2 separate regions of the Pan troglodytes genome follow, and region 1 is linked to region 2. The links are chromatin contacts, called in public capture Hi-C maps. All regions are on one chromosome and are shown on one strand. Each heading gives the region's core, a stretch centred on a gene start, on an enhancer-like site or on the middle of the called end of the contact. The rest is flanking DNA. Distances are from core to core; before and after follow the strand shown.

The links. Capture Hi-C pulls out chosen DNA fragments and counts their contacts.
Region 1: a contact with region 2 is called in a capture Hi-C map of stem cell-derived neural stem cells, with 2.8 times the contacts expected there. The contact joins two enhancer-like sites. A contact is called at or near these places in 5 of 7 Hi-C or Micro-C datasets (blood, induced pluripotent stem cells, a lymphoblastoid cell line and 1 more), 1 of 1 datasets of contacts at active chromatin or transcription factors (stem cell-derived excitatory neurons) and 1 of 1 other capture datasets (stem cell-derived neural stem cells).

What each region holds. Positions count from the first base shown.
Region 1 is chr19:62,836,236-62,842,592 of NHGRI_mPanTro3-v2.0_pri, forward strand. SLC35B1 (solute carrier family 35 member B1) reads right to left here. Exons shown (of 9, transcript XM_001156965.7): 6 at 5,827-5,953; 7 at 4,931-5,037; 8 at 4,601-4,754; 9 at 3,065-3,254. The coding sequence ends at 3,202. Among named protein-coding and RNA genes, the nearest start is that of SLC35B1, 6.7 kb to the right of the region's middle. Within about 2 kb of position 2,271, at least 3 of the 24 cell types and tissues checked have an H3K27ac peak or open chromatin away from gene starts, as enhancers often do. A contact at or near this core is called in stem cell-derived neural stem cells, where this site is marked.
Region 2 is chr19:62,690,464-62,696,944 of NHGRI_mPanTro3-v2.0_pri, forward strand. No RefSeq gene overlaps it. Among named protein-coding and RNA genes, the nearest start is that of NXPH3, 20 kb to the right of the region's middle. Within about 2 kb of position 4,233, at least 2 of the 24 cell types and tissues checked have an H3K27ac peak or open chromatin away from gene starts, as enhancers often do. A contact at or near this core is called in stem cell-derived neural stem cells, where this site is marked.

The DNA.
Region 1 (6,357 bases), core at 1,021-3,520, 140 kb after region 2:
CCAAAGACAGCTGGTGTGTTTTTAGTGGGAAGGGCTGAATGATTCCACAGAGACTCAGGACAATTTCTCTGCCAGGGCATCCGGGGAAAATGACCAGCACTACTCATAAAACCTGCAAACTGTTCCACTGATAAGCGGGGCCAGACAGAGGCAAAGGGTCTCCCAGTGGGGGCTTCACTTTCCTCCCTCAGAGGGCACAGGTCCAAAACGCAACTTGAATTCAGGGAGCCTGGAGTTCTAGTTTGTGTCTCAGGGACATACCTAGGGACCCACCACAGGTCACCTAACTCTCCGTCATTTAGGTTTTCCCAACTCTAAAAAGTGTGGATGTCTGCTGAGTCCCCTTTTCACAAGGGTGGTACGAAGCTGTGAGAAAACACATAATCCATTCCTAAATACCTCACTTGATAGATTCCCTACCATTCATGTTTAATTCCTGCCACCTTAAGTCTTTTTAAAAACAATATGGGACTTCAGTTTCTTTTAATGTTTAACTCCAGAATAGCTTTCCCCATGATCGTACCCCAAATCACACTGCAGCGGGGCAGTGGGGGGCAGGGGGTTACTCCCCTTGCCACAGATGAAAAGGTGAACAGGGAATGAAAAATCATTTTATCGTGCATCTGAGCATGAACAGTAAAGGAGATGGCTCAGATGCTTTGACCAAAATAGCTGTAAGCACCATACACCCCAAACGAAAAACAGTGTCGGGAAATTTGTGTGCCGGTTCCCTCCTTTCGACACATAGCTGAGAATTAACTGCAGATGAAAGTCCTTTGATCTGTAGAAACCTGAGGCATCAGGCCGCCCAGGGTTAGCCATCACCATCACTTTTGTTTGAACTTGTCTGGTATTTCACATTTATCAGCCCTATTACAAGTTAACAGTGTTACTGACTTTAGTCAACTTTGACTCTCCCAGTCCCTGTGATCCTGCAGGTAAGTTGACACCCCAAGCAAGCTGGCAGCTCACAGAACCTTTTCAGGTATCTTCAAGTTGAGCGAAACAATGCCTCCTGTAAAATCTGCTCTCCTTCTATATGTTCCCTATGGAACTGACCTAGGCAGGAGCGAGGGGCGAAAGGTAGTCAGGCACCCCTTTTCCTGCTTGGCAGTGGAGCCCAAGCTCCAGCTCCTCCTCCTCCTTTCATCTTCCTACACTCTCCAGCTCAAGCCTCACCTTGCCCAGACACCTTCCTTCGTTGTTATCCCTGCATTTCTGAGATGCAATAATGTGTTTTCCTGTCTCCCTATTAGACTGTGAAGTCCCTAGAGGGTAAGTTCTAGTCCTACTTAACTTTGAACTCCCAGCATGTTCACAATACATGGCACCCAAAAGGAAGTAAATGTAAGATGGATGGACAGGGGACTGAACAAATACACTAGAACTGGGCCCCTAGCCCACCCTGGGTAGGACAGGCTTGCTCTACAAGCCATTTCTCTAATAACAGGTGAGAGCCATGCTGAGCTGCTGAAACCCTGCCTTGCTCATGACTAGTATTAGGCGTTTTTGAGACAACCGGTTGAAAATGGTAGAAGGAAGAGGTAGAGGGAATTGGTCTGGTAGCTGGGAAGATTTCTCTTAAAACAGGCCCAGATGACAACTGCTTGCACTTGCAGGTCCCTGGCCCTAGTAACATGCTCTAACCACCTAACCAATCCACAGGAGAAGACAGTTTCGAAGACCTATAAATCTAGTAGGGAAGAAGCTAATTGATGCAACTTTCAGGATGGAAAAAAAGACAGGGGAAAGAGGGTGGAGAAAGGAAGGAAGGAAGTTCAGCCAGATGTACTTAAAGCATCTTCTCTCTCCAGCAGCTCAAAATGATAGGGGGCTTTTGGGGGCAGGGCTGCAGCGACACCTGGGCCCCCAGAGAGTGAGATGAGCACAAGTGAGGCAGGGCTTGAAAGGCTGGGCGGGGGGTGGCAAGGCAGCCGTTCAGGAAGGAGGCCGGGCTCCCATCTGGAGAGCCAAGGGGCTGGGGCTGCTGAACAGATGGAGAGAAAGTTGCAGCTGGTGGAAATGCACTTTCATGTGTAAAGTTTGGTCCTTGGAGGATTGCGATTTCCAACTCTAAAGGCAGCAGTGGGCAGGTGGCTCTGCTCCATACTCCGCCTTTTCCCTCTGCTGCCACTCAGACAACTCGACAGTGGCTGTGCCAGGACTCAGCCACCATGACTTCCGCCAGCATCCCTTTCAACAGGCAGAAGCTGGCATGGTGACACCTTGGCACAGCAAAGGATGGCAGAGGACTGCAATGCTTCAGCAGCTGGAGGAGGCAGGGGAATAGGAGGGATTAACCCAGCCTCCCTGGAGGGGACCAGGTAGACTGAGAACAGACAGACAGATGGAGGGGGAATATCAGGAAAAGTACATCACAGACCTTCCAAAGCTGATCATGATGTATGCACTGGGTCTCCACTCTGGTCTTGATAGAGCTGTGGCTGAAGGGGAGGCAGTGGGGAAATGGCAAAACAGTAGATTCTGAAACTCTGGGTTCATTTTACCCCAGCCTCAATGAATATTTCTTTTCTGTTTTTGATTTTTAGTGGAGACAAGGTCTAACTATGTTGTCTAGGCTGGTCTCAAACTCCTGAACTCAAGTGATCCTGCTGCCTTAGCCTCCCAGAGTGCTGGGATTACAGGTGTGAGCCACTGCACCAGGCCTAAGAAAAAGACGGAACATAACTTTGTTTTTTTAATGAAATATTTGCCCGCAGGAGCTTTAGGAGAGGAAGTGACTTTTACATTCTCTGGCTCTAATGGACAGCCACCCGTCCTCTAATGGGACCAGCTCTAACGGGACAAGCCTCACCCATCAGAACAGAAGCCATTAGCACAATTCTGCGATCTCACAGAGTTCCTCCCTATAATGCTCAGGTTCTTGGAGGAATCGCCCACTCAACCATGCTAACCACACCCGTGAGAGGAGCAGCCTGGGTAATAAACATCCAGCTCTGCCTCTTCCCTCCCTCTTTTATTTACCATAGACTGCTCCAGGGCATGAAGAACAAAAACCACCAACTCTGTCTTGTTAAAATCCAAGTGCATTTTTTAGAATATGTGATTTTGCTTGATTTTATTTTATTAAAAAAGACTGGAACTCAGTCCCATATTCCTATTAAGTCAATTTTCCCAAGAGATGTCACTGTTTGAGATAATAACTTAAATATTCTTGATGTGGAGGTAGTCTCTCTCTTCCTAGTGGGATGTCTTCTTAGCTCCTTTCCCAAACTTGGCATCAAGACCAAGACCTATGAAAAGGAAGAAAATGGGCTTAGCCTTATGGGGGGAAATGAAACTTACTAATGATTGTGGTGCGGTGGGGTAGTCGGCCTTGTATCTCCAAAATGGGGGCTTTAAATAAAATACATGTCAGAACACTGGTTTTATGTAACTTCCTCAGAGACAAGAGAATGGCACCAGGATACTAGTTATTACAGATATCTGTATCTATATAAATATATCTATATAGAGATACAGATAGATATAGATACACATATAATACAGCAAGACTAAAAGAAATTTAAGAGTCAAAACTTCTAGGCTATGGCTGAATGTGGTGACTCACACCTGCAATCCCAGCATTTTGGGAGACTGAGGCAGGAGGATCATTTGAGCCCAGGAGTTTAAGGCCAGCCTAGGCAACACAGCAAGACCCCATCGCTACAAAAAAAAAAAAAAATTAGTCAGGTATTGTGGTACATGCCTATAATCGCAACTACTCGGGAGGCTGTGGTGGGAGGATCACTTGAGTCCAGGAGAACAAGGTTGCAGTGGACTATGATCGTGCCACTACACTCCAGCCTGAGCAACAGAGGGAGACCCTAGGAAGGCTGGATTAGAAATAAAGCTTCCTTTTCTCTTTTTATTTTCTTTTGATACAGATTTTCACTCTGTCACCCAGGTGGGAGTGCAGTGGTGTGATCACAGCTCACCTCAGCCTCCACCTCCTGGGCTCAAACGATCCTCCCACCTCAGCCCCGAGTAGCTGGGACCAGAGGCGTCTGCCACCATGCTCAGCTAATTTTTGTATTTTTTTGCAGAGACAAGGGTCTCATCATGTTGCCCAGGCTGGTCTCGAACTCCTAAACTCAAGCGATACTCCTGCCTCAGCCTCCCAAAGTGTTAGAATTACAGGCGTGAGCCACCACACTCAGCCTCTTTTCTCTTTTAAAAAAGTTTTCTCTGGGCTGAGCGCGGTGGCTCATGCCTGTAATCCCAGCACTCTGGGAGGCTGAGGCGGGGGGAATCACCTGAGGTTGGGAGTTCGAGACCAGCCTGACCAACACGGAGAAACCCCATCTCTACTAAAAATACAAAATCATCCGGGCATGGTGGTGCATGCCTGTAATCCCAGCTACTCCGGAGGCTGAGGCAGGAGAATTGCTTGAATCCAGGAGAAGGAGGAGGCTCACCCGATTGGTGAGCTGAGATCGTACCACTGCACTCACTCCAGCCTGGGCAACAAGAGCGAAACTCCGTCTCAAAAAAAAAGAGAAAAGTTTTCTCTAAAATATTTAAATAAATTTCATAAATATACAAGTACATTTTAGGAGAAAAAATTCAGCTGTCACTGTGTCTCTCTGTGGCCACTTACCCAGGAACACAAGCACAGTGCCCACCCACTGCATGGGGCTGATGGGATTGGCGAAGAGGATCACAGAGGCCAAAATTGTGAAGAACTTTCGAGTTGTAGTGATGATGGAGCAGGTCAGGGGACCAAAATACACAACCGTCATAAAGATGAAGCTCTAGAGAAAGATAAAGGTGAGGTCCGGTGGGCTTCTGGGTATCTGCCATTGGTCTAAAGTCTATAAACAGACCTCAGGGCTAATCTCGCCACCCTCTTCTTCCAGCCAGGCCAGTCTTTCTTAGGGAACCAGCTGCCAGAGTAGGGAAGCCAAGCCATCCCCTTTCAAGCACTCACCTGACCCAGGGCACTGGTCAGCCCAAAGAGCAGGATGTTATAGATGATGGCAGGGTACCTTTCAGCAAAGCTCAAGAACTCCCAGAGCTCCCCAGTGAACAGGATTCCTGAGAAGACATGTCAACAAATGTACGGCGCATTTTGTGCACACAAAATGTGCACACACACACACACATACTCCTGCACATGGCCTGTTAAAGAACTGCAAGGGAGGTGGGACGCGGGAAAGTGTATGGTGTGGGTTTGCATCGTCTCATCACTGATTCTTCTCATATTTTTCTCTGATTAGAGAAACTAAAGAGAATTTTGTGAGAAAGGCTTGAAAGTTAATGAGTTACTTCTACCAAAGTGATTACAAGCAGAAATCCTCAGATGCTGTAGAGATGCTGATCCACACATCCTTAGCTCAAGGAAGCCCCTCGCATTAGTCACCTTCAGCCATCAGCAGCCTCCGCCATTAACCCCAGTGTGCTGTATAAAAAATACTTTCTACATGTGCCCAAATTTGAAAAGTTAGGAAGCACTGATTTCAAAGCAAATCATTCACATTTGAACTGTTTTCAGTGTACAGCTAACTTTGTTTCCTGTGAGCACTACGTGTGTCTCATTTCCCTCATGAAAGGGAAAGTTCCCAGGTACCTCCCTGTGTTTTACTACTGAGTGTTTTCCCATGACAACTGACACACGACTCTCCTTCATTGTGCCAGTAACAAGTAGCAAACAAATCCTGCTGGTGCAGGTTTTTCCAGGAAGGTTTCTCAAGGGCTTGAACAAAAGGGCATCTTGGAACTAATTCAGGCCCTTGGTCTGGGCAACTAACAGCTAGAGGGATCAAAAGGATGAGGGCAGCCTGCCCTCTGGTGATACATGGGAAGAACAGCAGAACTGGCTCTCACCCATTCCCAGCAGCAATGTCGACCAAAGGTTGATGTTCAGCATCATGTGGTTGGAGCCTGTTTGGTAATGAGCCCGCATGTGGTCCTGGGAAACACCAGTCAGTCCATCCAGGGTCAGCGATAATAGCTGGGAAAGAAAGGGTGCAGCCTGCAGTGAAGTGGCCAACAGGGCCCTTTCCAAACCCAGGACACAAGATTCTCACTCTCAGGCTCCTCGGAAAGCCAATGCCTTTAAAGTCCTCAGAACAAAACGTTGCCATTTGGTCACAGGTGGAAGGTGGGGAGAGACCATGCTCACTACCCCCCACCCCCGCCCCCCGGCCCACGCACTGGACTGACAGGCTAACTGAGCTACGTAGTGATTTTGTAATCAGAGTAGAGCAGGAAGCTCACTTCCCAACATACTGGGAGGGGAAAGGTAGTCCCAGCAGGTTAGCTTCCTAGCTTGGAGTATAGTGCTCCAGAGACCGGATCCTGTGCTTAGGCTGCCTGGATTGGAATCCTGACTCTACCACTTCAAATAGCCAAGTG
Region 2 (6,481 bases), core at 2,983-5,482:
CCCACCGAGGAGAAAGTGTATTATGTTGGAGGAGCAGGCATCGCCCCCTCCCCACAGCCTGTCTGGACACCTGCATAGGGGAAGACGGGTGGGTGGGAGAAAGTCCTGCTCGGGGCTGTGAGCACATCCATGGGCAGGTGTTCTGTGCTCGGCCTGGAGGTTGGGCGTGCCTGTGTGCTTGGTCCTCAATGCCAGTAAACGTGCTCCGTGTAGACACTCTGCGGAGGGCCTAAGAGGGTGTGAGGTGTAGGCGTGTGCACTGCCCGTGCAGCACGCGTGCATGAGTCAGGATGTGTACTCCCGGGCAGAGGGACAAGCACTCGCCTGGGGTGGGGAGCCTGGGCATGGTCTTGGCCCGATGACGTCGTGCTGAGTGATCTCGGGTGCCCTGTGTGCAGGGAGGGAGTCAGAAGGCTGTGTGAGCCTCTCCAGCAACATGGGTCTGTGTTCTGAGCCCCAAGGAAAGCCCCAGGCGCCCTGCATGCCCACTGCAGGCCTCCGTCTACCCTTGATCCCTCACCCTGGCACCCCGACAACTGGGCCTGACCAGTGAATGCTGGCTGAGCCAGCTGTCACTGTGACATCCATTCTCCGCAGTGGGGCCTGGGAGACCTCACCCAGCTCCCCCAGCTCTTTCCCCTCCTCTCCTACGCCTGCCCCCACAGCTGGGAACTAGGCCCAGTGGCAGCTGGAAGCCTCCCGTGGGGTCTCACGGAATATGTAGGGTCTTATGGAGTTTTCAGCCTTAACCCATGAGCTAGAGGGGACCAAGGCAACAAGGAGCTCTGCTCCCAGCACTGCCAGAGCCCCTCTTTCCACGGCCCCTGTCCCCAGAACTCCAGGAAGACTTCTGGGGTGACAGCCCAGGCAAAGGCCAGGAAGGAGAAGACTGCTTATTTGCATATCACTCCCATCTGATTTGCATGTGCAGTGAGGCTGGCCATTTCTAAGTAATGCTGGAATCCTGATTTCAGGATGCTGAGCCTTTCCTCACATCTATTCTTGGGGCTTGCTTCTCTCCATCCCGCCTTGACCCAGACACCTCCTAAGGGACAGCCACACACACACACACACACACACACACACACACACACACACTTCAGTCCCTGCATATACCTGCATTTACAGACCTGTATTTGCATACATACACCTATTTCCCCCTCCATGAGAGTCCTGGGTGCCTGGCCCCGTGCATGCTCCATGGGGTTACACACATGTACACACTTGCACAGGCAGTTGCACAGACACCCATGGTTATGTGTTTTCACACCCACACACAATTCACCCACATTTCTCTACACTCCTATACACCCTCCCAGAGCCTCCAGTGCATTCTGCACACTCCATTGATGAATGAGCACACACACCTTGGCCTCACACAGGGGCCCAGAGCCTGCACACGCTCCACACACTGGGCCTGGCTGCCAGTGAGGTGCTCTAAGCAGCAGACCCCTCCCAGACCCCAACCTGGGCAGGACTGGCAGCAGCTGTCCTGTGTGACTGTTTCAGTGGCTTTACCACCAAGGGGTCTCTGGAATTCCCAAGTTAGGGGGCAGTCCTTTAGTGAGAGCTTTGTCTCCACTGAAATATGGCTCCTACCTGCATTTTCTGTCTTATCTCCATCATCCCTCCCACCCCCTCAAGTCCCCTGCCTTCATTAATCACCAAACACAGCTTCCTTGGGTGGCCCTGCCTTCTACCTTTGTTCACCCTGTTCCCCACCAGAACACCTGCTTGCTTTCCTCCACCATATACATTTGTGCCTCTTTGCCCTTGTCCATTCTCTTCCCTCCTCCTAGGTTGGCTTCCCTCCCTGTCCTTCTGATGAACTCCTATGCATCCTTCAAATCCCACCTCAAATGTCACCTTGTGGGTAAACTCTTCTCCAGCTTTACCAAGCAGAAGTAGTCATTCCTCACTCTGGGCATCCAGAGGCAGAACAGTGTGGTGGAGAGACAGGATTGGCCTGTCTGGATTGGGGCTCGTGGGCTGCAATCCTCCGTTTGTAAGAAGGAGCCAGGGGACTGTTCTGGAAACTGCAATTACATGGCAAGCATCTTGGTTTCAATGGTATTTTGTGTTTATTGCTGTGGAAGGGCCCAGGCACGGAAGTCACACAGTGCTGCTTCCCCCTTCTCTGCTTTGCACCTTTAGGCAAGTGTTGCAATCTCTCGGGGCCCGTTTCCCTGCCTGTACCATGGGCTCACGGTGGGGGATTATGAGGACCCAATTAAAATGTGAACCTTTGTGACCTGAATTCTCATTACACCGAACAGTAAAGACGAATTTGGCTCAAAGGATTTTTGCTCACTTCTCTATCTCCCTGCTGGACTGGAAATTCCTTGAGGGCAAGGGCTATGTCTCTTTTATCTGAAAAATGAGGATAAGAGGCCAGACCTTAGACTTATGATGAGGATTAGAGTTCATTCACAGGATGTGCTTAAAAGAGCTCCCTGGCACTCCCTCAGGGTTTGTTGCTATAATTACTGTTACATACACTATCATTTAATCCTGACATCAACCTTGTGTTGTTGGAGATACGGTTATCCCACTTCACAGGTGAGGAAAGCAAGGTTCGGAATGCTTAGGGCCCTTGTTGCTAAGGTAAGCAAGGTTCAGAACCCAGATTTGAACCTGGATCTGGCAGAGGCCTAACCAAGATGTCCTCATGTTGTCATCATGGATCAGGATATGATGGTTCTGGGCAAACTGATCACATGTCCAGCCCGGGACTTGGTGGTGTGGCCTGTCTGTGTGTGTCTATGCCCCCGCTGTGTCTCCACGGCATGCAGCCTGTGCTCCAGGTGGACCAGCAACTGATGACGGTGTGGACACCTGAGAAGGAGCTGCCCCGTGGCCCCATCTCCATGGCAAACAGGTTCATCTGTACCCAGGAACAGGAGGCCACAAGGGGAAGGGGAGACAGGAGGATCTGGGGCCAAGGTCTTTTTCCACAAGGGCCCAGGGTGCTGGTCGTTCAGCCCCTCCCAACACTTCCACTCAGCATCCCGGCCCGGAGCGCCTGGCTGGGGAGACCTTTCCACTCCACACGCCGCAGGAGAGTGAGCACCACATGACTCCTGGGAAGCCTGCCCTGGAATGCACGTCCGGGGCGCCCTACTCCCCTCCACCTTCCCACTACAGACCTCGGGCCAACAGCCTAATGGGGGCCCTCAGTCCTGTGAGGACGGCTATGGGGACTGCGTAGGGCAAAAGAGGCAGGGGCACATGGGTTTCCTGGGTGACATCTGGGCCACAGCCAGGCCAGAGTGGTTCCTCCAAGTCACACAGCAAGCCTGGGCCTGCCTGGCCCCCTGAGTCAGTGGGAGCTCCCTTTCCCTGACCCTGCTGGGGGCTTGGCTATCAGGTGGTGGGAGTCCCTGGATGTTCTGCTGTGGGCCTGGTTCCACCTGTGTGCCCAGTCCGCTTCAGGGAGGGTGTCTCAGATGGCCCAAATCCCAGTAGGGACAAACTAGGCATCTGAGAGGTGGTAGAGCTTCCTCTGTTCTTGGGACCAAGCACACTCCCGGGAGCCTGCCAGCCTGGGACAGCAGAGCCAATGGGGCATGAAACAGGAAAGGAGGGGCTTTCTTGAAATGAAGCAAGACACGGGCGTGAGAGGCCTGCAGCTTGGGGCTGATGCTGCCTTTGGATGTCCCCGCTGGGGCCCGGCCAGCTCTGGGCGTGGGGAGAATTATGGGGAGGAGCGGGGATGTGGGGATTAGGGGTGTGGGGAGGGTGAGGCCTAGAAGAGCCCGTGATGGAGGTTGCCGTGCACAGGAAAGGGCTGTCCAGGGATATTCTAGCCTTGGGGTCCCCTGCCCTGGGCATGCACCAGGAAGCCAGCCACCCTCTCAGCCCCCTTCCCACTGCCAGGTTTCTTGGGGAGAATCTGGTAGAAGCCTCCCAATTCAGCTTCTCCCACCTGCCCTCTGAGACCCAGGGCTCCCATCCCAGCTATTCTCCACTCCCAAGAAGAGAGGGAGGAGGGCAGTGCTGGGGTTAGAGGACGGCGGGATTTACTGGGATTTATTGGTTTGGGCAGGGAACCACTAAGACGCCTGGGAAAGTGGCTAACACCCCTCTCCTGGCTTCTTCAACACCAGCTCCCCCTCAGCTCTGGAAGCAGCCATGTCGCTTTTAGCTACAGTGAGAGAGATTCGAGCTGGACACCAAGACCTGACACCAGGGGTAACGACTGCGTGGCGCAAGGAGAGCTCCCTCTCCTGCCCAGAGACACACCCGGCTGTGAAATTTGCCCGGAGGCAGGGGCATGGAAGGAATGACCTCCTGGGCAGGTCCAGATCCAGCATGACCTCACCGGCTGGGGCCCTGAGAACCGGACACTCGAGTCCTGTGGACACTCTGGAGTGAATAGGGCTGCACGGAGAAGGACACGTGGACGAGGAGGTACCGGATGCCTGGGGCCCACCCAGGGCCTGGGCTACAGGCACCCGCTCTGCCATGCGCGAGGTGCGGCGGTGCCACAACGCCCTCTGTTGGCCAGAGGCGGAGGCCGCCTGTTCAGGGCCTCTGATGGAAACGGGGACTGGAGCTGCCTACAAGACAGGCAGGTGCTCCAGCGTTCCGCCCGGAGTCAGCGGCCACGGAGGTGGCCATCCCAGCTGGGAGAACCTTGGAGACTCCTGTGCCAAGCCCTATTCTTTTGCTGGGAAACTTGAAGCCAAGAGAGGAGAGAGGCCCGGTGCATCCGGGTGCTGGGCCAGGGACTGGACTGTGGGGGCTGTCCAGGTTCCAGTGGTGGAAGCATGGGATGCCCCAGGACTCCCTAGTCACCCCCACGAGTCACCTCAAACCCACATCCAGCCGACTGCAAAAGCACAGCTTCTAGACAGCTCCCACCCCTGCCCCCACCTTCCACCCAGACTGCAGGCCCCTCAATCCGTAACAATTCTAGAGCCTCCCCATCTCCCCAGCACCCTCTGCTGCCACACACCCTCCAGCCCCCTTTGCCCCACTCCATCCGCAGCCTCAGGAGACTCTCTGTGCTCACCTATACACCAACCATTTCCCACTTAAAGCCTCTGCTGCTTTCTTCTTTTGTCCCCAGGAAGTGAAAACTTTATGTCTTTTCCTTTTTGATTAACTTTCTTGGATTTTCTTTTTAATTACAAACCATAGTACTACATGTTCTTTGTAACAGCTTAAACAAACCAGAGGTATCTAAAGAAAAAGTTGATAATCTCCTCTCTCCCTCTCCAGTCCCCCTTCGCCGGTCACTAATGTGGCTGAAGGAGCGTTGTTCTGCCTTGGGTTCTCTCAGGACCTTCGTTAAACAAGTAAGAAGGACTGAGACCTACTATGTGTTGGGCTCTGGGCTAAGCCTGGCTGCAAGAGCCAACAAGTCAGCAGCCATGGAGCCCACTGCCTTGATGGGGCCTCGATTCTAGTGGAGGGGAGGAGAATGTTTCAAATGGTGATGAATTCTTGGGGGGAAGGGATGGTGGGATGATAGGTGATGGACCGGAAGTCGGGTGGCCTGGAGCAGGAGTAAAATGCCACTTTCCACCTGCTACAAGTGGGATTGCCAGGGAAGGGCTCTCTGAGGAGGGACATTTGAGTGGAGCTCCAATAGAGGGCACTGTAGGCCACCATAAGGAGCTTGAACGTTATTCTGAGGGCGTCGGAAAGCCACTGAGGGAAGGGAGGGGACCTGATGTGATGTGCGTTGCCCAAGGACCCCTCAGGTGTCCACTGGGTGGAGAACAGATTGAGAGTGGGACAGTGTAGCTGACAGGAAACAAATTAGATAGACAGATAGGTAGATAATGGATAGATAAATCAGTAGATAATTGATAGATCAAGAGATATGTTGATCAATAGATAATAAATAATGGTTGATAATTGATTGAACAATAGATAATCGATAGCTATAGATAGGAATTGACAGATAAAATAGACATTCCTTCTATTTATTTATTTATTTTGAGACAGGGTCTGACTCTGACGCCAGGCTGGAGTGCAGTGGCATGATCACAGCTCACTGCAGCCTCAAGCTCCTAGGATCAAGTGTTCCTCCCATCTCAGCCTCCTAAGTAGCTGAGACTGCAGGCACACACCACCACACACAGCAAATTTTTAAAAAAATTCGTAGAGACAAGGTTTCACCATGTTACCCAGGCTGGTCTCAAACTTCTGGGCTCAAGCCATCAGCTTTCCTCAGCCTCCCAAAGCGCTGGGATTACAGGTGTGAGCCACCATGCCCGGCCTTCTTTTTAAGTAAAAATGGGCCCGATGACACAGATTGCCCTGCTCCTGCCCCTTTTCCTCTGGTACTTCCAGGTCAGAACACGCTCCTCCACTCCAAAGGGGCAGCAATTCATCCTCTGGGCAGCCCCACAGCTGCCACAGCCCTGGCTATACATCAATCTTTTGATTTTTCCAATCCACAGGGTAAAACACCCCCCCACACACACACACACAACAATTTGAGCAACAAAAATATATTGGATAATCACTT